7 separate regions of the Mus musculus genome follow, and regions 1, 3, 4, 5, 6 and 7 are each linked to region 2. The links are chromatin contacts, called in public Hi-C, HiChIP or PLAC-seq and promoter capture Hi-C maps. All regions are on one chromosome and are shown on one strand. The core of a region is the stretch at or near the end of the contact, and the rest is flanking DNA. Distances in the headings are between cores, read along the strand shown.

What was found. Promoter capture Hi-C pulls out the DNA fragments that hold promoters and counts their contacts. HiChIP or PLAC-seq counts read pairs in DNA pulled down with a chosen protein or histone mark. Hi-C and Micro-C count contacts between places; a contact is called where the count stands out from the background.
Region 1: a contact with region 2 is called in a promoter capture Hi-C map of the 3T3-L1 cell line, with 45 times the contacts expected there. The contact joins the enhancer-like site here to the promoter of Plpp3 in region 2. A contact is called at or near these places in 9 of 39 promoter capture datasets (the 3T3-L1 cell line, the C10 cell line, the HPC-7 cell line and 6 more), 2 of 15 datasets of contacts at CTCF or cohesin (the NIH/3T3 cell line and large pre-B cells), 14 of 115 datasets of contacts at active chromatin or transcription factors (craniofacial prominence, embryonic forebrain, embryonic hindbrain and 7 more) and 2 of 9 other capture datasets (embryonic tail and embryonic trunk).
Region 3: a contact with region 2 is called in a Hi-C map of uterus, with 4 times the contacts expected there. The contact joins the enhancer-like site here to the promoter of Plpp3 in region 2. A contact is called at or near these places in 10 of 39 promoter capture datasets (3T3-L1-derived adipocytes, the C10 cell line, the HPC-7 cell line and 6 more), 2 of 15 datasets of contacts at CTCF or cohesin (pro-B cells and stem cell-derived epiblast-like cells), 23 of 484 Hi-C or Micro-C datasets (the HL-1 cell line, cortical glia, cranial neural crest and 8 more), 15 of 115 datasets of contacts at active chromatin or transcription factors (craniofacial prominence, embryonic forebrain, embryonic hindbrain and 6 more) and 1 of 9 other capture datasets (embryonic stem cells).
Region 4: an H3K4me3 HiChIP or PLAC-seq map of craniofacial prominence shows a contact between it and region 2, with 8 times the contacts expected there. The contact joins the enhancer-like site here to the promoter of Plpp3 in region 2. A contact is called at or near these places in 12 of 39 promoter capture datasets (the 3T3-L1 cell line, 3T3-L1-derived adipocytes, the C10 cell line and 7 more), 4 of 484 Hi-C or Micro-C datasets (MC3T3-E1-derived osteoblasts, embryonic fibroblasts, granulosa cells and 1 more), 15 of 115 datasets of contacts at active chromatin or transcription factors (craniofacial prominence, embryonic basal ganglia, embryonic forebrain and 10 more) and 2 of 9 other capture datasets (embryonic stem cells and pancreatic islet).
Region 5: a contact with region 2 is called in a Hi-C map of uterus, with 6 times the contacts expected there. The contact joins the enhancer-like site here to the promoter of Plpp3 in region 2. A contact is called at or near these places in 21 of 39 promoter capture datasets (the 3T3-L1 cell line, 3T3-L1-derived adipocytes, the C10 cell line and 13 more), 6 of 15 datasets of contacts at CTCF or cohesin (the NIH/3T3 cell line, embryonic stem cells, large pre-B cells and 2 more), 114 of 484 Hi-C or Micro-C datasets (the AML12 cell line, the AtT-20 cell line, B cells and 68 more), 40 of 115 datasets of contacts at active chromatin or transcription factors (the NIH/3T3 cell line, PVALB interneurons, T-cell acute lymphoblastic leukemia and 26 more) and 4 of 9 other capture datasets (adipose tissue, embryonic stem cells, liver and 1 more).
Region 6: a contact with region 2 is called in a CTCF HiChIP or PLAC-seq map of the NIH/3T3 cell line, with 18 read pairs. The contact joins the enhancer-like site here to the promoter of Plpp3 in region 2. A contact is called at or near these places in 17 of 39 promoter capture datasets (the 3T3-L1 cell line, 3T3-L1-derived adipocytes, the C10 cell line and 11 more), 2 of 15 datasets of contacts at CTCF or cohesin (the NIH/3T3 cell line and stem cell-derived epiblast-like cells), 14 of 484 Hi-C or Micro-C datasets (the 3T3-L1 cell line, B cells, CD4 T cells and 7 more), 25 of 115 datasets of contacts at active chromatin or transcription factors (the NIH/3T3 cell line, T-cell acute lymphoblastic leukemia, a colorectal cancer cell line and 14 more) and 1 of 9 other capture datasets (embryonic stem cells).
Region 7: a contact with region 2 is called in an H3K27ac HiChIP or PLAC-seq map of the NIH/3T3 cell line, with 9 times the contacts expected there. The contact joins the enhancer-like site here to the promoter of Plpp3 in region 2. A contact is called at or near these places in 12 of 39 promoter capture datasets (the 3T3-L1 cell line, 3T3-L1-derived adipocytes, the C10 cell line and 7 more), 1 of 15 datasets of contacts at CTCF or cohesin (the NIH/3T3 cell line), 4 of 484 Hi-C or Micro-C datasets (the 3T3-L1 cell line, cumulus cells, embryonic fibroblasts and 1 more), 15 of 115 datasets of contacts at active chromatin or transcription factors (the NIH/3T3 cell line, the SCID.adh cell line, bone marrow-derived macrophages and 12 more) and 1 of 9 other capture datasets (adipose tissue).

The regions. Positions count from the first base shown.
Region 1 is chr4:105,869,441-105,872,140 of GRCm38.p6, reverse strand. No RefSeq gene overlaps it. Among named protein-coding and RNA genes, the nearest start is that of Gm29922, 25 kb to the right of the region's middle. Within about 2 kb of position 1,275, at least 10 of the 459 cell types and tissues checked have an H3K27ac peak or open chromatin away from gene starts, as enhancers often do.
Region 2 is chr4:105,155,941-105,158,640 of GRCm38.p6, reverse strand. It overlaps Plpp3 (phospholipid phosphatase 3), which reads right to left and starts at 1,294. Exons shown (of 6, transcript NM_080555.2): 1 at 678-1,294. The coding sequence starts at 816. It overlaps Gm29838 (a long non-coding RNA gene), which reads left to right and starts at 1,970. Exons shown (of 2, transcript XR_376486.3): 1 at 1,970-2,700.
Region 3 is chr4:105,721,185-105,723,884 of GRCm38.p6, reverse strand. No RefSeq gene overlaps it. Among named protein-coding and RNA genes, the nearest start is that of Gm29922, 120 kb to the left of the region's middle. Within about 2 kb of position 1,269, at least 4 of the 459 cell types and tissues checked have an H3K27ac peak or open chromatin away from gene starts, as enhancers often do. A contact at or near this core is called in uterus, where this site is marked.
Region 4 is chr4:106,128,226-106,130,925 of GRCm38.p6, reverse strand. Gm30126 (a long non-coding RNA gene) reads right to left here. Exons shown (of 3, transcript XR_003955087.1): 3 at 2,413-2,700. Among named protein-coding and RNA genes, the nearest start is that of Gm30126, 5.3 kb to the right of the region's middle. Within about 2 kb of position 1,410, at least 28 of the 459 cell types and tissues checked have an H3K27ac peak or open chromatin away from gene starts, as enhancers often do. A contact at or near this core is called in craniofacial prominence, embryonic limb bud and second pharyngeal arch cranial neural crest, where this site is marked.
Region 5 is chr4:105,947,267-105,949,966 of GRCm38.p6, reverse strand. No RefSeq gene overlaps it. Among named protein-coding and RNA genes, the nearest start is that of Gm30266, 100 kb to the left of the region's middle. Within about 2 kb of position 1,371, at least 6 of the 459 cell types and tissues checked have an H3K27ac peak or open chromatin away from gene starts, as enhancers often do. A contact at or near this core is called in adipose tissue and uterus, where this site is marked.
Region 6 is chr4:105,897,043-105,899,742 of GRCm38.p6, reverse strand. No RefSeq gene overlaps it. Among named protein-coding and RNA genes, the nearest start is that of Gm29922, 53 kb to the right of the region's middle. Within about 2 kb of position 1,387, at least 19 of the 459 cell types and tissues checked have an H3K27ac peak or open chromatin away from gene starts, as enhancers often do. A contact at or near this core is called in the NIH/3T3 cell line, fibro-adipogenic progenitors and myocytes, where this site is marked.
Region 7 is chr4:105,813,345-105,816,044 of GRCm38.p6, reverse strand. No RefSeq gene overlaps it. Among named protein-coding and RNA genes, the nearest start is that of Gm29922, 31 kb to the left of the region's middle. Within about 2 kb of position 1,329, at least 3 of the 459 cell types and tissues checked have an H3K27ac peak or open chromatin away from gene starts, as enhancers often do. A contact at or near this core is called in the NIH/3T3 cell line, where this site is marked.

The sequences.
Region 1 (2,700 bases), core at 26-2,525, 710 kb before region 2:
ATTGGATAACACTGTTGTAGTGCTCTGAAATTGATGTGTGCAGAGAGAATGTTTATGTCTCCCTAAATCTCCCTAAGAGGTATGTGGGGGCTTCTGTTGGTGTTCAGGAACAAAGGAGACACTTGTGAATGGAATTAGTGCCCTAGGAAAAGACTCGGAAGCCCCTTGCCTTCTACATGGTGTGAGGGCACAACTGGTGCTGGAGAAATGCCTCAGATGTTAACAACACTCATTGCTTCTGCAGAGGACCCTCATTCAGTTACCAGCACCGTACAGGGTGGCTTTTAGCTATTGAAAATATAAGTCCAGTTCCAGGGGATATGACTTCCTCTTCTTACCTTCAAGGCCACCAGATGTGAATGTGATTCACAGACATAGGTGCAGGCAAAACACTCATATATATAAAATAAAATAAATACATCTAAAAAATCCAAATAAAAAAGAAGATATCTACCTACACATTTAGAAATGATCTTGAAAGAGCCATGAATCCATCAGTGCTTTCCTTTTGGACTTTTATTGCCTACAGAACCAAGAGACATGTTCTACCAAATAGACTGTATTATTGCTATAGGCAGCATGTGGGGACAGCAAACTCTTCATAAGGGTGTGTGGTCCTTTGTGTCTGGGTATTGTTAAAAGTCTAGGTAGGCCAGATCACCCTTTGTCTGTGAGAAGCAGAACCAACGGGCAGAGGAAGTTTTTTCCGGAAGGAAATAAATTCCCTATGATGGCTATTCTCCTTGGTCAATTTGACTACAGGTGGAATTAACTAAAGCCCACAAGGGATGGTTTCTTAATTAAATTATTTGAAATGGGAAGCCCATTTTTAATCTAGGTCTTTTGAGGTGAGAAGATCTATCTTTTACCCAGATCTTTCAGGGTGAGAAGATCCACCATTAATCTAGACCATATCTTCTGCTGGCAACCTATAATGAAGGATGCTGAAAAAGGAAGCTTGCCCTCTTTGCCTGCCTACTCTCACTGGCAAGTTCATTCCTTTACTGACACTCGTGCTTACTTCTTCAGGATTCCAGCATATATTAAAGACCAGCTGAAACATCCAGTCTTGTAGACTGAACAAGTACTGGATGCTTGAACCTCCCATCAGTAGGCAGCTGTTGTTTTACTAGCTGGACTACATCCTGCAAACGATTCTAACAACCCCTGCAAGTTCTGTCTTTCTAGCATTGCTTTTCTAGAGAACCCTGACTAATACAACATTCCTAACAGCAAATGGCACATCTTTCTGTGCTGACCTGCCCTAGCCTGTGGAATGTGCATAGTACCGTGTCCACTGAGCCTTGCGCATGAGGCTTTCTCCTGGGACCTTTCAGCAGTGTAGGGCAGAGGCACACACATCCTTTCTGTGCCTCTCCATTAACATTCTGGAAGTAACTTCTCACACAGCACCCTGCTTCCTGTAGGCCTCAGCCCAGCTCAGTTTGGTCAGGAGTCAGAACACTTCCTGTGTCTTGCACTGCATGTGGAAGGAGCTCTCATTCACAATATTTCTTTCCATCATTACAGCTCATTATAGTTTGTTACAGTTCGTTATAGAACATTTTATCCTCTTCCCTAGACAGAACCCAGGCCTATCTTTTCTTATCTCTGTTCCAAAAGCCTGTTACTGAATGAATAAACAACTGTGCTACTCTTCAGGCCTAGCTCGTGCAGTGTCCCATCTGTTCCATCTCCCCTGGCCCACTGATCTTAGGAGAGGGTAGGGAGATGGCAGTTCTAGACTCTCAACTGGAATATTTACCTATTCACCTCAGCAATGTCTTTCTAAGAGGAGCTCACTCCTGGGGTATAAACAGCCTTTAACTTTTGGGTGCATAGAACGAGTTTTCATAGAACTAGGCTGTACCGTTCCCAGGCAGGCCAGATGATTGCATCCTACCTAGTATAATAAGCTGGTATCAATTTGGTAATATCAAACTGGGGCACCTGTGAGAGCATTCAAGCAATTAAACTTAAATATTTGCAGGTGGGTTAGCATTTTGTCAGTCTGTAATTATTTCTGTTGAAAAACTGATTTCAAAATCAAAATTCTAAGAAAAGAAGAATAAAATCTCTTGAACTTGAAATCTCTTCAGTGGTTATGTGTCTATTATCATAGTTTTATTACAGTTAGTTATTTTAGTGTGTGTGTGTGTGTGTGAGAGAGAGAGAGAAAGAGAGAGAGAGAGAGAGAGAGAGAGAGAGAGAGAGAGAGAGAGAGAGAGAGAGAGAGAGAGAGAACATATATAGATGTCAGAGAACAACTTGGAGAAGTTGGTCTTTTTCCTTATACTATGTGGACACCAAGGAGTGAATTCAGGCTGTCAGGCTTGGCAGCGAGTGCCTTTACCCACTGATCCACTTTGCTGGTCCTTATATGTATCCTAGAAACTACACATGATAATTAAATTAACATACTTTAATCAGTTTCCTCATTGTAAGCGTATTTATTTGTACTTATTACTTTTCAATATGGTCTTATTTTTCTATAAAACAAGCCATATTTTCCAAGTTGTACTTTTAAAATAAATTTAATTTCACATCTTAAAAAGCTATTCATATTTTAATTGGGAAAGTTGTTCCTATGTGTATTTCACTAATCATAAGCTTCTGAGAAGTTCTGTAACACTATTATATTTGTATTTTTTAAATCTTATTTGAATTAAACTGTAGGCAACACAAACATTTTCATGGATA
Region 2 (2,700 bases), core at 45-2,544:
AGCTCCACTGTGGCCCCCAAGCAAGACTGTGGCAGGCAGCCTTTCTTTCAGTGGCCTCCCGGCACAAGTCAGGGAGTGAGCTAGTTTAAAGCTGATGCCCGGGAAGCGGCCTATCAACTGGCACACAGTAGGCGCTCAACAAGTGATGTGCTCCTCGCTGCCCAGCACCTGGCCCGGTAGAGCCGCGTTCCACCCTCTGGGGCTTTCAGCCAAGCGAGTAGCGAGTGACAAGGCCGGCTAGCGCGACTGGCCCTGCAAGGCAGCGCGACGGAAGGGGTGGATGTTTACATGCAGCCGGGACGAGCAGCGCCACTCCGGCAGGAGCCTGCCTTGCTCGGAGACCGAGATGGGTCTCACTCGCATCTGACTCGGATACAGAGCAGAGAGCCACAGGTTTCCTCCATATCTTGGAGCTCGAGCTCACACCTTCCGAGGTGCTGGGCCGGACTCCCAGCTGGAGATCACCCCTAAGGAGGTGGTTCCAGCTGCCGCGAAAGCACAAGCACGCCCCAACTTGAATTCGCAGGCCGGGGATTGGGGGTCCGGGAGGGCGGGGAGCTCGCGGCCAGCACGGCGCCCGGGGGTGGGGGAGATGGCTGCGGGACCCTGGGGGCTGACAGCGCAGCGGGGCCCGGGGCCCGGAAGGGGTTGGGTGGGACCCGTGGGACTGCGCTCACCCATGAAGAGGCAGAAGAGGTCCAGGCAGATGAGCAGCACCCGCTTGCTGCCGCCCTTCCTCGGGTTGTTGTTGAGCGCCGGGCTGCCGCCGTTCTTACTCTCAGGGACGATCGCCTTGTCGTACTTGTAGCTTTGCATGGCGCTGGCTGCGGGGAGCCTCCCGGGGCGATGCGGGCCGCCGCTGCTCAGGAGCGGGTATGCGGGCTCGGGACGCGGCGGCGAGAGTGCAGCCCGGCGGAGTAGTTCCAACTGCAGACGCGGGTAGGTTTCCCCTCTGGGCGCCTCTGCTTTCCTCTCAACCCCAAACTGTTCGCTAGTCCAAGGGGAAGAGAGCCAAATCCCGAGCAGGAACTTTTGCAGAACTGTGCTGCCCCGGACGCGTCCGGCTGGCGTGCGTCTGCGTGCTGGAGTTTGCGAGTGGGCAGCGTCGGCGTCCCGCCACGATCCTCCGCAGCTACTTAATGAATGGAGCAGCGCGGAGCCCTGCAACTCCGCAGCGTCCTGCAGCTAGCTCTCCTCAGCGTCTGCCCAACTCCAACTCTGCCTCCTCCTCCTGCTCCTCCTCCTCCTGCTGCTGCCGCCCGGGCTGCCGCTGTGATCGCTCGGTTTGTTTTCTGAGCTTATATTTCACGAGCGCCTTTAAAAAGCGAGGGGGGAGGAGAAGGACCTCCTTACTTGGCTCCAACAAGATTCAGAAAGCACAGCCCCTTCCTTAAGCTGCCTAAAACGTAGGATAATTAAGGCCACATTTCCCCCACCCCTTTTCCAAAAAAAAAAAAAAAAAAAAAATCGTAAAAGAAAAAGTTGTTCTCAAACCAGAGAATCAGGGAGCCCCTAGCGTTCAGAAACTCCAAAGCATCACAAAAGGGGAGGAAAAAAAACATATAAATAAAATTTTTTTTTCTTGCTGGCCTTTGATTAGAGGTGGGGAGAGGATCGGTGGGAGGTCTATAATACTAAAATGCTTTCTTTATTTACTTGTTTATTTATTTACAAATTTCAGCCTTGAATTGGATTATCCTAAAAATTCAATTTTCAAGGAAAGCTAGGTTGGTTGTTGTTTTGCTTTTAACGCTCAGCACCGGATAATTGTGCTAGATTCCGAAGATCCTACGGTGTAAAAGACTCCGGGCTGGGCGGTGGTGGCGCACTCCTTTAATCCCAGCACTTGAGAGGCAGAGGCAGGCGGATTTCTGAGTTCAAGGTCAACCTAGTCTACCGAGTGAGTTCCAGGACAGCCAGGACTACACAGAAAAACCCTGTCTCGAACCTCCCCTCCACCCCCCCCCCCCCCGAAAAAAAAAGAGACTCCAGAGCCAGACCCCCTGTTCTAGAATCCTATGTCTCTGTGCCTTAATTTCCCCGCGAGTAAACTACAGACACCAAAATATTTCTCCCCAGGCAGTCATGGTGGAGATATAATTGATTCTTTCTCATGTGCTTCTGCAGCAAAGCTTGCACAACAGAGGAGCTCGGTGAGTTGAGCCAATACTACTAGTTCTGAACGTGGGTAACCAAAGCCAAGCCTGCCCGCCTCTTTCCTAGTCCAGCTGGCCTCCGGCATACCTGAGCATTATTGGCCTTGACTTTCAAGGAATCTGATGTTTCCCTTTGAATACTTTTTATATGGTTTTATATGATTTTTAAAGTTGATTACTTTTTTATGAGCTGGTTTTTTGTTTTTTGTTTTTTTTTCCTTCAAGAGAATCAACACTTGAAGGGTCAGGACCCTCCCTTACATTTTCCTTAGTATCAAGCTTGGAGCACAGTACATAGCATACAAATGCACATTTCTTCCAAGGGTCTTTATAATACAGAGGTGGAAATGGCTCAATGGTTCTAGCATTGTTGTTTGTTTGTTTGTTTGAGACAGGGTCTCTCTCTCTCTCTCTAGCCCTAATATGTCTTAGAACTCACTATGTAGACCAGGCTGGCCTCAGACTCACAGAGATAGATCTGCCTGCCTCTGCCTCTCGAGAGCTGGAATTAGATGCAGCTGGTTCTAGTTTTTATAAAAAGATT
Region 3 (2,700 bases), core at 20-2,519, 570 kb before region 2:
AGGACTGAAGACAGTGATTCACTGGGGAGAATTATCCTCATTATCCTCGGTATCTGTATAACCTCATAGACAAACAAATATTTTAGAATTAATATGATACATATTTAATTATCTTTCCCACTTTTCATTGTTTGCTTCCTGGGGTTTGTATATACATGTCCTATGCCTATCTGATCATGCCATGAGACACTATGACCACTGTGGTGACAAAGACTATACAAAAGCTATATGTTTCCTAAATTCCTCCTATTGTTGCCCACTAAGTGAGATATTTAACTGAGGCATTCTCACTATGTACAGTGATTGACTACAAATTGGCTTGAATTCATGACAACAAAGACAAGGTCAGTCTAAATTCTACTTTGAAAAGTTCAATTTCCCTAGAGCAATTCACTTTAGAAAACTAATTATTCCAGTATTATAGATGAACCCCAACGAAAGGCATTTGGTGGAAATCACTTACACTCTTCTTGGACATGTGCTGTCAGAATTTACTAACATGCAGTGGGAAGTGAATGAACAAGGCCACCGCCTGCTAGTCCAGCCATCTGGTATACCTTGCCTGAGCTTTATGTGGCTATCTGTAAAACAGGGCAGACTGTCATGTCATGATCCATAAAGTTCCACAATGTTCTAAAAATGGAGCTCAGCATCATCATTAAGTGTTGCTTACATAGTTAACCTGTGAATTCCTAAAAATTTAGATATGGGTACCAGTCAGGCATGGGCCATTACTATTGTCCCGACACATGCCACCTGTAGGGAGTTAGAGAAGCTTTGAGGGTTGGGTGGGAGAGGTTTCCATTTAGACAGGTTTTAAGTCTGGATGTCTGCATCTTTTAACTTCCAACCAACAGATAAGTAACTTCATTTCTCTGGACCTATTTCTATCACATGTATAAAATTCTTATTTTACTGGTCCATGGAGTTTAAAAAGATGGTCGATATTTTCCAAGCCTTGCCATCCCTTTAACCCTCTTTCCTGATCAACTTCTCCTTTTGATCAATAATATGTTATTCTTTCTAATAAAGAGATCTAGGGAGTATGTTTTCAACAATTTTTATGAAAGACATTTATTAGGCCATAAAAAAGCAATGTTAACATTTTTACCCACTTGCTGGGACATGAAGTTCTACGATTCCTTTTTATGGGGAAGCTTGTTTTTCTTCATTTTTCACTCTTCTCCTGTACTCGAAGTTAGCCCAAATATGGTAACAGTAAGTCATTCAGACTGGGTTAATGCACGTCCTCGTAGGTTAGATACTCCTCAGTCCCCTTGTTCATCTGTGTGATGGGAATTAGCCAGCTCATCCTTTGAATCATTGCTTGGCCCATAAAACTGCTTGGGACTTTAATCCCATCTCTGGGTTTTTGACCTTTTAAATCTCCCACTCCAGAGATGATCAGGGCTCTGCTGGGTTTTGTGGAACAGCCAACAATGTTTTTCAACTCTGCTTAACTGTGCTCGCCTCTGCCCTTCCCTCTGAGTCTTTGCAGCTTCTCTTCCATTGCAAGCCACAGGCTGCAAGGATTATTTTTCCCTCTTCCATGCCTAGCAACTACCATCTGCACTTGTCCCTTTGATCCATCTTGGTGAGCACACCTTGGTGGCCTGGGGACAGTGATTCTATGAGGATGGCTGAGCTTTTATGAGTCCAGTTAAGGTCATGAGGTGCCCTCCCAATCAACAAGGCTTATTTTTAAAAAAAAATAGATCTTTGAAATTTTTTTTATAAATCTCATAAAATACTGCAAGCATAGAGATTTTGGCTGCTTCATCCTTTCTTCTTCTACACTGGTCCACCAAAAACCTCAAAGGCCACAGCTGACCTTTGTCTTTAAAGAATGTATCAGTAACGGACATACTCTTTGATATCTTGAGAGCAGATGTTGGCTAAATCAGTATGTGGAGAATTTCACAGGGGGTGTAGCTCAGTAGATACCCAGCCAGGGGGTATTTGATTCCAGGAGAATGCCAAATGGCTTGGGGTGATTGATAACAAGAGGTCATGGAAGGAGAGAACTGTTTTACTATTCCATGAATAATTATCTTGGCTCATCTGTCAGTATGGTACTGGTCTTTAACACCTGTCTGAATATGGGGATTAATCCCAGGATCCTCCTAATTCATTAGGCAAGTACTTTACCACCAAGCTGCATAATAGCCTTCCAACCTCCACCCCCTACCACCCCCACCCCATTTCGGAGTAGAGGATACATAAAGAACACCTCCAACTCCAGCACCAGGCAGCGGTGCATTAGCGAGCGATGTTATTTTCTTTGTAATTTTGTGGTTGTCTTTGCCATTCATGATTCTTTATGGACATGCTAATCTTCTCCCCATGAGAGCTATATAAAGTGTCCTTGTAAAACACACTTATGTGATTAAAATGATTACGCATGTTAAAAGAAAGCATAAAAAATGCCGATGTAACTGGTATAAACATGCATCAACAAACTCACAAAAGTGATACACACATAATTAGAATTGGGAAATCTAATTAGTTGAATGAGAGTGATGCTTTAAACTTTCTATTGACATTTTGAATTATTATTTGAGAATTTCATACACAAGTAGTGTGTTTTGATAAAAGCCACCCTTTCTTCCCTGACCAGTTCCTTTCCTATACCCCTTCTGCTTTTCTCTCCCAACTTCTCTGTCTGTGCTTAGTGGTGCCAGTACGTGTGCATGGGTATGG
Region 4 (2,700 bases), core at 161-2,660, 970 kb before region 2:
AAGCCAAGGATTATTCTGCTGCCTAGGCCAAGACAATCAGATTCAACTTCAGATTGCTCTCTGACAGAGGTGTCTTGGAGACAGATGGATCATGCAACCACTGTGATCAACTTTCCAGAGCAACAGGAGGAAAGATGGGGAAGATAGTGATGTAACATTCACAACAGTCGCCTAAAACAGACTATGCACTAGGTTCCTCTTCAGTAGACTCTTGAGAGCCAGACAGAAGTGTAAGTCACTTAATAGGGCAATGTCCCCAGGAGATGACCTTGGGGAAGTGGCACGGTGAAGGAAATCTCCATGATATGTGTCTTCAAACATGCTATCCAGTGAGTCACACTGACTGCGATGTTTTGTGTGTGTGTGTGTGTGTGTGTGTGTGTGTGTGTATAGACTGACCAACTATGCCATTTTTCCTAGAACTGAGGGGTTTGCTGGGATGAGAGGCTAGGGAAGGCCCGGGCAACTGGGATGCAGGGTCGTTAATGTGGGATGCCTGCATGAAGCTGCCTCAGCTAGGAGGTGTGAAGAGGAGACTGGCCTATCCACCAGCTCCCCATCTTTGATTGGTGATGGTACAGTTTCTCCTGAGTGGAGACCTGCTTTGCCTTGGAGCTCTTGAGAAGAGCTCTGGCTCTGGGTTGCAACCTGCTGCTGCTGCTGCTGCTGCTGCTGCTGCTGCTGCTGCTGCTGCTGCTGCTGGTGAGACTGAGTTTCTGTGAGGAGGCAGCAGGTGAAGATGCATCTTGTCACCTTGCCCTTCTACTTTCCCCCTCACCCACTACGCCCTCCATTCTCTCACCCTGTGCTCCTACCTCCTGAGTAAAGGGTCAACATTTAATCTCTGCCTCTCCCTCTGCTTTTGAGAAGACTGACTAATTCAGCCTGGAGCTTTTGTAGCCCAAGCGCATGAGTTTCAGTTCCTCAGCTGACTTCAGTTGCTTTAGATAGCTTATTTCTCTTGTGTGGGCCTCAGTTTCTCCACCTCCAAATGAGGAGTCAGAAGGGTATGTAGGGTCTTGGTACCTACTCAGTGCTCATGTCCTCTGAAACTGTAAGAGTCCCTCAAAAGACCCCCAAACACTCCCTGTTAACTCATAAGCCACAAGCCCCTTTCAATTTCGTGGTATGTTTTCCCCCCATCACTGTTAATGAATCTTGGTTTTCTAGGCAATTTTTATTTAAAAGAAAAAGGGAAGAGAGGGTAAAAGCAGGTTTGGAAACTCACAGTCTCTATGCCTGGAGGATATTTTCCTAAAACATCCCCCCACCCCAAATATGTGGGCGGAGCTTAGTTTGCAAGGAAATTCAGTTGGTCCAAAATGGCCTTTGAAACTAAAGACTGTGGCAGAGTTCAAGGAGAGGCATGAAGTGACGGGGGATAACCAGTTCCATATGAGTCACTGGATATGATATTCCTGCTTGCTCTAGTCCGTTCTGGGCAAGACCGCATGCTCGATGTGTGTTAACAGATGTGTGCTTAGCCTTAATGGGATTTTTAGAAGGGTCACGAATTCCCCTAAAGAGTGCTTACCCAACTCAGCTCTCTGACGGTCATGAGAAGCCACACAAAATTCCACTCTCTGGTCACTCCCAGGCCTTAGAGGTTTTGCTCCTTCCTGTGATGAACAGTTCGGAGAAGTCAGCAGTGACAAGGGAGACTATCTGAGCAAAGTCACTGCTGCTCATTAACATAGCACAGGAACTCATTTCACACAAAAGATGCTCAGGAAGTCATTCCAGGCTGCACAGTGACGAGGAGACATGGGGTGTAAGTCCCTAAGTCCATGCTCTGGTCACTGTGTGATATTGGAGGGGGCACTGAGACCCAAGCAGGGATCTGGACCAAAAGCCCCACAGACCTCTTCTGATTTCATGGCTTAGCAAATGTTTACTTCTTTGGATAAAGAATTAAACAGGGATTATGGTCCTGGTCCTGTGGTAGCGAAGATGAGTTGCATATGGCTACTGATACATGCAGGAACTGACACTGCCTGAGGAAGATAAGACACACTGTGGATTGCTGCTTGACATTCTAAATACAGATCATTGCACATCTCTCCTGACCTCTGTGGCAAGCAGTCAGGAGAGATGACAGGGTCATGGGGAGGCAGGCTAGTATCCTCAAGGGTCTTGGCTCTTGGGTTATGTCATGGTTAGAAATTTGGCTCTGCTAATCAGAAATGAGACCTTGGGCAAGTAACTAAACCTCCGTGACCCTCAGCTTTCAGGAAGACAAGGCTGACTGTGCAGGTCACATAAGATGTGATAGCATCTAAACACAGAGGAAAGGAACATGCTACCATGAATGAAGTTACAAGATTATGAATAGTTTATTGAAACATTTTTTTCTACACAGGAACACAAAAATACACACACACACAACCTTTTCTTCTCCCCCAGAATTGTGAGTTCTACAATTAGCAGTAGAACTGATTTTGTTTTTTGTTTTTGTGGGAGAGTTCTTCATCACTTAAGAAAAATATTTAAGTGGAGTCTCAGCCTCAGGAACCCAGGACCAGATGCTGTTTCAGAAGGAGAGTTTGAGGCAAAGAGATGATGTTACACTGCTGTGCATGGTCAGCTCAAAGTGCTGTGCCCCTGGGTATCATTGAGTCAGTCCCCAGTGTCTGTGTCAGAGACGGGTTACCTGCTCACCAATCTGCATCCCTCAACTCTGGGAACACATCCTCTTTTGCT
Region 5 (2,700 bases), core at 122-2,621, 790 kb before region 2:
TCTAGAACTCTCTACGGTATGTGGAACCTGACTTCAGAGTCAGAAGGGTCACACTGTTGGGAGTCTGATCTCCTACTTGTGTTAGAAGACTTGAGGCCAAAGCATGTTCTTAAACTCACTTAAGTACAGCTTAGGCTATAGCTTCTTCACTCTGAGCCTCAGTTTCCCTACCTCAATACTGAGTGTGATAATGTTGTATAACTCTCAGGCCATTTTTTTTTCTTGGAAGACTTTGTTACGATGTGTGTGAGGTTACCTAGCACTAACTTGACCTGTCAGGTTTTCACAGTTTCATGGACGCACTTGTTCAATGTGAGATACAAAAGACTTCCAACAAGCACTGGCCAGGAAATTTACTTACATACATCTTCTCTGCTCACTAATCAATATGTGCAAATGGTAAGAGGTTAGACAGGGAGCGAGTGATAGATTCTTTCCAGGTAGTCATAGGAGAGCCTCTAGAAGGGGAAATATCGAAGAATAAGTTTTAAAAGATGAAACAGAACTTTCTAGGTGAGAAATTAGGGTAATTTTAGAGAAATATAGTACCAGGAGCATATACATGAAGGCATGAGCATGTACGGTTGTGTGAAAATTAAAGTAAGCAATTTAATACGCACAGTAGAAGCTGGGGTGGAGGATGGTCAGAGTGAGGAATTAACAAATGAGGTGTGGGCCAGTCCAGAGATCACTGCAAGAGCAAGAAGTTTAGGAGTGGCCATTCACCCTGAGCCAGAACTCAGAGGCTGGTGGCTTGGAGATGCACTTGGCCTGTCTCACGTGGTGCCTTAATGTAGGTGTGGCACGCAGTCTACAACTCTGCCTTCTGCTGTCTTCCAGCCTTGTCTCTTCTCTGTCATGCTGCTTCCCTTCTCTGTAGCTGTCTCCTGGAGTAGGAAGGCTTTTGGGTTTAAGAGGTTGGGTGCAGAACTCAGACAAGTTGGATGTGAGTTGCAGACCGATGGGGTGGCTACCTCCACAAGGGTTAGAGCAGGAATATTGGCAGGAGAGAATCCTATAAAGAGATAGTTGTGAGAGATCAGTCTGTCTGAGAGATGCCAAGCTCCTGATCTGAGGCAGATCTGAGAATTCCTGTTGGCACAGAATCCACAGGACTCAGGATAAATTTGGGTAATGAGACTAAGAAAGAAGAATCAGACTAAAGAGCTTGAAAAGACCAACTGTCTCAGGACTGGTGTCCCTTGAGTCCTTCCTGGTGCCTGACACAACATGGAACCTCAATAAATAATTCCTGAGTAAGTAGCGAATGTAAGAGGAAGTTCCGACAGTTTCCAAGACTCTAACCTTAAAAGGAGCACAGACTCCACAGTTCTGGCTTGAGTGTGAGCAGCACAGCCCGGATGATAATGAAGTTTTGACTCCCATTTTCAAGTCACACCCAATCTCCATGATCCAAATAGCCCATGGAAGCCTAGAGCAGGAACTTGGCTGGCTCCTGAGATGCATAAATTAGAAGTACTAGCTAGGGGGAATGCTGTCTGCCATCTCCCTTAAGAGACCTGGGCTGAAGAAGTGCAAACAGTGAGTTCCTTAACTTTGGGAGATAAAAGTTAGAGGCTGTCCAAATCTGAAGCTTCTAGAAGGCTGGGCGCCTCCAGGCGCAGCCCTCTCATCATTGAAGCAATAACAAAGATATTACCAGCAAAATAAATAAGGGCTCTGTGGATTGAAGAGATAATAATTCTGCTGGCCAAATATGAAAATATCAAAGGTCCAGGAAAGGATACAGTTATGAGCTTTGATGTGCAACCATAAAGGCCCATTTTATGCTCTAGCCAGGAGTATTTCAGGGCAAAGATGGAATGATATTTTATGCTGCCTCTGAGGCATAAAGGACACTTTATGAGTGAAGGGAAGCCAACTTCTCAGATGGCTGCAGACTGGCAGGTCCCTAGTTTGAAATCTAAACACCAACTCAGATTCCAAAACAAAATTCCTCCCTGTGCCCCTTGCTCGGGAGAGATCGGCTTGGGTTGTCAGAGTCAATAGAGTAGGAGGTCTACCCCAGGGTGAGGCTGATCAACCCCAGTGGTTCCAATTGCAGCAGGGCCCAGGGACTCTAGAGATGCAGAAGGACTCATACTTGCCAATGTGTGAAGGGCAGGGAAGGCATCAGATTGCTAAACTGGGAAGAAAATGGTGGAGTATGAAGTCCTCCAAGAGTGCTTGCTTACTGAGTGAAGGGTCACTTAAGGAAAGTTTTGTCCTCTTCAGATTTCTGCTCAACAGTTTCTCCCTGGCAGAGATCATCATGCCATGGTCCTTCACTGTTTCAATTTGTCTTTATTACCATGATACAGGGGATCCACACAAGCACCTTGTTGTGCTGTTGTTATCTCACTTGTAGACGAACATTTCTGGGTGGACACAGCCATGGAATTTTCTTTGCAGTAGAACATCACCAGACACACAGAAGTGGCCTTATAAACAACTGTTGAATGAATTGATGAAGCCTGTCATCTTTTTCTGTTGTTCTTTTTCAGTACTAGAACTTGAACCCAGGGCCTTGTATATGTCAGGCAAATACTCTGCCACCGAGCCATTTCTCGAGCCCTACTAAGGCCCCTAAGTTATGCTAAGAGATCTGGCATATGGTTCAGGGTTGCTCTTCTTTTTCCAGGGCTCACGTGGTAGTGGACAAGACTGTTAAAGTTGATATAAAGCCTTATATAGTAAGTG
Region 6 (2,700 bases), core at 138-2,637, 740 kb before region 2:
GCAGGAGCCCTCTGTGTCACAGGAGTCAGTCATAACTTTCTGAGAATAGTGAACTCAGAAAGATTTTGTTTGTTTGGTTTTTTTTAGTTCATGGTAGAAGAATGTAGAGGTTGGAAAGATGAGGCAGACAAAGAAATGCAGAGGCTTCTAAACTCAACCAGTAAGGTGTCAAGGATGTCAACTGATCCCAGGAATGTCCTCACAAGAACACAGATATAGGCTCAAGGCGTGAAGCAAAGCACAAGGAGTGGCAGATCACAGGTGTTTGGCCACATCTTCATGTAATTCGCTTATGATTTTGGGGTCTACTTGAGCCCCATGTCCTATCATCTTCCAGACTGTGAAACCCCAACATTATGGCCTGGTAGAGTAGACATTTGGTTTGTGATAACCCTCCAGCTCTCATGGTAATGTGGACATGGTTAAGGGGCCTAGCAAACACATAAGTAGATGCTCACAGTCAGCTATTGGATGGAGCACAGCGCCCCCAATGGAGGAGCTAGAGAAACTATCCAAGGAGCTAAAGAGATCTGCAACCCTGTAGGTGCAACAACATTATGAACTAACCAGTAGCCCGGCGCTCTTGACTCTAGCTGCATATGTATCAAAAGATGGCCTAGTCGGCCATCGCTGGAAAGAGAGGCCCATTGGACTTGCAAACTTTATATGCCCCAGTACAGGGGAATGCCAGGGCCAAAAAAATGGGAATGGGTGGGTAGGGAAGTGGAGGGGAGGGTATGGGGGACTTTTGGGATAGCATTGGAAATGTAATTGAGGAAAATATGTAATAATAAAAATATTAGAAAAAAAAACAGTAACAAGCCTGAGAGATAGAGATGGAGAGAAAGGGACAAGGGGGAGAATGGTTTGAAAGGAGTAGGCATGATACCCCCAGGGAGAAGTAGAGGCAAGTTCAGGAGCACTGGTCCAAGACAGATGAAGCCAATAGGAATGATAGAATCATTGAGTTACAATCTTGGGTGGGATAATAAGACACATTAAAATGTGTTGAGTGTGGAGAGGCTATTAGAAGTAGTATTTATGTTATTCAGAGAACAGCTGTAGACAGCATTTGGTGGTCAGAGGAACCTGCTAGTGGACATACCACTTGGTCTGTGATGAGGCTTGAAGGAATGAGAAAGGGATGTAGAAAAGCCATTGAGGGAAAAGGCCAAAATCCTGCAAATAATGCAACTTGGCTCCTGAGTTTGATTCACTATGGAGGAATTCACCCAAGGCCATTGGCCAACTGGAAGAGCCCAAAGGTCAAGGGCTGCACATTTTTTCATAGAGTTTCTCATTTATTTGAGCTTAAATGAGGCTAAATTCTTAGGGGAAATGAGCACATGCTAAGCATCTCCAAAACCAGGAGGCTTCATAGCCAGGAAACTACGTTGGTCCGATAGTAATACCAATGACTAATACAATACTCTTAGGTCTCCTGTGGTCTGAGTCCCAGGAATCCGAGCTGGCAACAACACAAATAGATGAAGGCAATTATGCAAGAGGTACCTCTGTGACTATCCCTAGAAAAATGATGAGAGGAGTTCCCACTGCAGTGGCCTTATCCACCTATTAGATAGATGTAAATTATCCTGTATGTGGTTAGTCTGGGCTACATCGTAACGATAGCTCTTTAACCACCAACCCCTCTTACTGGTTCTCCAAACACCTTGCTTTATCTTTTTGATTTACCTTTGCTGGGTCCAGACTCAGGACAAGTCATTTTGTAAGGATCCTATTGACCTTTTTAGTTCCAGATAGAAGTTTCTGCTACTGGAATGCTCCATCTTCCCTTGTTCTCCACAGCAACTGGGAATGCTTAATTGTCATAGTTGGGACCTTACAAAGAAACATGAATGGACTTGTTTTCCCCCCTTTATCTGACTGGACTTTCAAATAGAAAATTCAATATAATTGAGTTTGCAGATAGGAATTCCTAAGCTTCTACCACTGGGCCTTCTTGGCCAAAGGACGATCAGCCTATTGTGATAGGGAAATCATGGTGGCAGGAGCTTGAGACAGCTGGTTATATAGCATCCACAGTGACGAATGATGATGTTCAGCCAGCTTTTCCATTTTTATCCAGTCTAGGAATGCAACCCCATGGAATGGTGCAGACTACAGGAATAGTCTTCCCATTCAATTTACTTAATCTAGTTATTAATGGCTTTCAAGTATGCCCAGATCCTAGGTGATTCTAGATCTTGTCAGGTTGACAATCGATATTAACTATCACACTACAAAACGCGAGCTTGCTGGATATCTTAGAAAATGATCTCTTTGGTTGGCTTTTTTCCCCAATATCTTTTACAGGTGCAATATTAGAAGGAATATAAGTTACAGAGGTAAACACAAGTGGATTCAAATCCAAGGTCTACCAGTTGGTTTGTTCTTAATTCATTTAACATCTTTGAGATGACTTATTCTTTTACAAAATTCAGTGATTAATACTGATACTAGTGGGTTATTGTAAGGACTCGGGGGCCCAGTCTACATAAATCCAGCTCAGCTGGATGTCTCAACACTTACTATGTGCCATTTTGACACTAGTGCACATGGAGGATTCACTGCAAATTATTTTGAAAGTCAGGGAAAGTAGAAGTATGGTCTTGGGTAAATGTACCTTCTTCCTAGTTAGAAGATGAAGGAAGAGAGATGCAAATGGCTGGGCAATTCTGGTCTGCTCTGGATCTCTCA
Region 7 (2,700 bases), core at 80-2,579, 660 kb before region 2:
AAAATCTTTAGGAACTTTTTAAAAAAAATCTTTAAAAAAAGTTTTTCCTTCTATTTTTTAAAATTAAAATTCTAGCATTTCCCCCTTCCGTTTTCTTCCTCCAACCTCTTCCATATACCCATCCTTGCTCACCTTTAAATTCATGGCTCTTTTTCATCAATTGTTGTGTGTAAATTATGTTCTGCACTGGCTGTCAGTAATTTCTGAGACTGAAGATCTTGGAGTGTTTGCCCACTAACAGTAGTTATATTCTGCCCCCACAACCTTGCTAATTTTTCCAAATAAAACTACCTTGTGAGTTCCCCAATACCCTGAAAGGGGTGTCACAATTTTTCCTGCTGGAGTGAGTCTCTGTTTACATTTACTCCAGCCCATCCCTGTTGAACTCATGATGCTGAGGTTCATGATGGAAGGACCAAAAGACCACTATGAATGGTGGCATACAGTGGCAAGAGGTTTCTTGGGATCACTCCATGGTCAAACTACAACATGTTCATGTTAACGAACTGTAGCTTCTAGAGGTCACTAAGCCTTTGATGTGTAAGGGCTCAAAAGACTTTGGGGTCAGAGGATGAAGACCTAGGTTTCATCAATGCACAGATTTGCTCCTTTATATTTAAACGTCCCTGTCTGCTGAGTGTGTATGTTGCTAACAAGTGCCATATAGGATTGTGGGCTGGCCTTATAAAGCAACTTAGCAGGGCTTGGTGGATGAATATGGAAGTTTTCACCATTAAATTGTTTGTTTCTCTATGGGCTATTAAGTTAGGAATTACTGTCTTAGGAAGATAAAAATAATGTCCAATAGGTCACATCACATAGAACTCAAGTTTCCCTGATTGATATGGGGCGTGGGAAGGATTTCTTTTCTCAACATCTAGATTTATTGACTCCAGCCTGCATGCATGTGAAGGGAAACTGTAGATGTGTGCTCATTGTTCCAAACATGTGGAAGGTTTTGAGGCAATCTTCTTCCTTTGTATTCTTAAGGCTCCATATTTCTAGGTAGTGACTTTGTTATAACTACTCAGTACTTTGCTTTGTTCTTTTTAATGCCTTTGTACTCATGAAGAGAAGATTTGAATAAATGTATGCATGCCTGTCCCACTAAGTTTGAGACCATCTCATCCTGACCAGACCTGAGTTAACTCCCAAGGTGAAGGCAGCTGTTTTCCATCATCCTTTGTGCCTCCAAGTCTTTGACTGGGAATTCTATTGTGGTATAAATATCTGAGGAAAAGTGTTCATGATCTTCACTTCCCAGAACCATAAGAGCACCAATTGCGATCACTGTTGGTCCTGGGGGAACAATTTGTGTGTGAGCAACTGATTAGTCAGCTGCTCTGTCCATGTTTACATGAACTTCATGTCAGACAATGCCTCATATCCTATGAGGGGCCTTCCATCTCCATTTGGGGAGTTTCAAGAATTTGGTATCCCACAATAATCTGCCTTCTGCACATGAAAACAGTGGGTAATACTTTCCATCCTTCTCACCAATGAGCCAAAAACTCAAGGTGCAAATAGGATTAGAGTTTTAAGACAGATTCCATCACACTTCATGTAAATATCTTCTCTCCTTCCCCAGGAGAGGAGAACTTGACCCATAACAAAAGAGACTATTCTCTTAGCATCCAAACCTCTGTGACTTTCCAGGTTTAATAGGCTATTTGCCATCTCTAGCATCATTTATCAAACCTCTGCACAGAGCCTCGTGCTCCAATCCTTGTTAGTGGTATTTGTGTAAGACTAATCCAAATGATGGCCCTAAGAGAGGATGCCTCACCAATCAATCAACAACAGAACTTTCAAAATTCACTTAGCAACCACTAAAATGGGGAAAGATATACAATTGCTATGCTAAGAGAGAAAATACAATAAAAAACAATGTTCAATGAAACCCAGCAAAAGTAGAAAGTCAAAATGAAAGAAAGAAAGAAAGAAAGAGAGAGAGAGAGAGAGAGAGAGAGAGAGAGAGAGAGAGAGAGAGAGGGAGGGAGGGAGGGAGGGAGGGAGGGAGGGAGGGAGGAAGGAAGGAAGGAAGGAAGGAAGGAAGAAAAAAGCTAACAGAAAACAGTGAAATAGAATGTGGTAGATATTAACTCAATTGCCCATCATTTTCAATGGGAGTGGTCTAAATGTACCTGTTTATCTTGATTGAATATCACTGGCAAGGTTGCCTTTGGCTGTACTGTCCACACTAAATTTATCTCTTTCATTGAGCCTTATGCTTATAAATAAAAATCCCAAATCTATAACTTTAAACCTACCATTTCATGTAAAACTTATTCAAGTAGTAGTGAAGCATGATCAGATAAAACACATTCACACATGCACATGTGCACAGACAAACACACACACAGATGCAGACAGACAAACAGAATAAATTTAATTTTTATTTATTAAAATGAAAACATAGGTAGTCTAGTTTTCCATGGGAGAGAGTGGTCTCCTTTCAAAGAGTTGTTTACCCTGCTGTTGAGTAGTGACCATGGGTTTCTAACCGAGCAGGGTAAGCTCTGTTCTATAGGATTTCTCAAGTTTTCGAGTAGCGTAACTGAGAGAGGCCTGGCAACCATGCACTTAACAGAAACAAAGAATCTAGGGACAAACCTGGACACAACTAGACAGTATTGGAATGACTAATCTTTCTCCATCTCTGTTTCCAGTCTGAGTATTTATATTTAAAGTGGGCTTGTA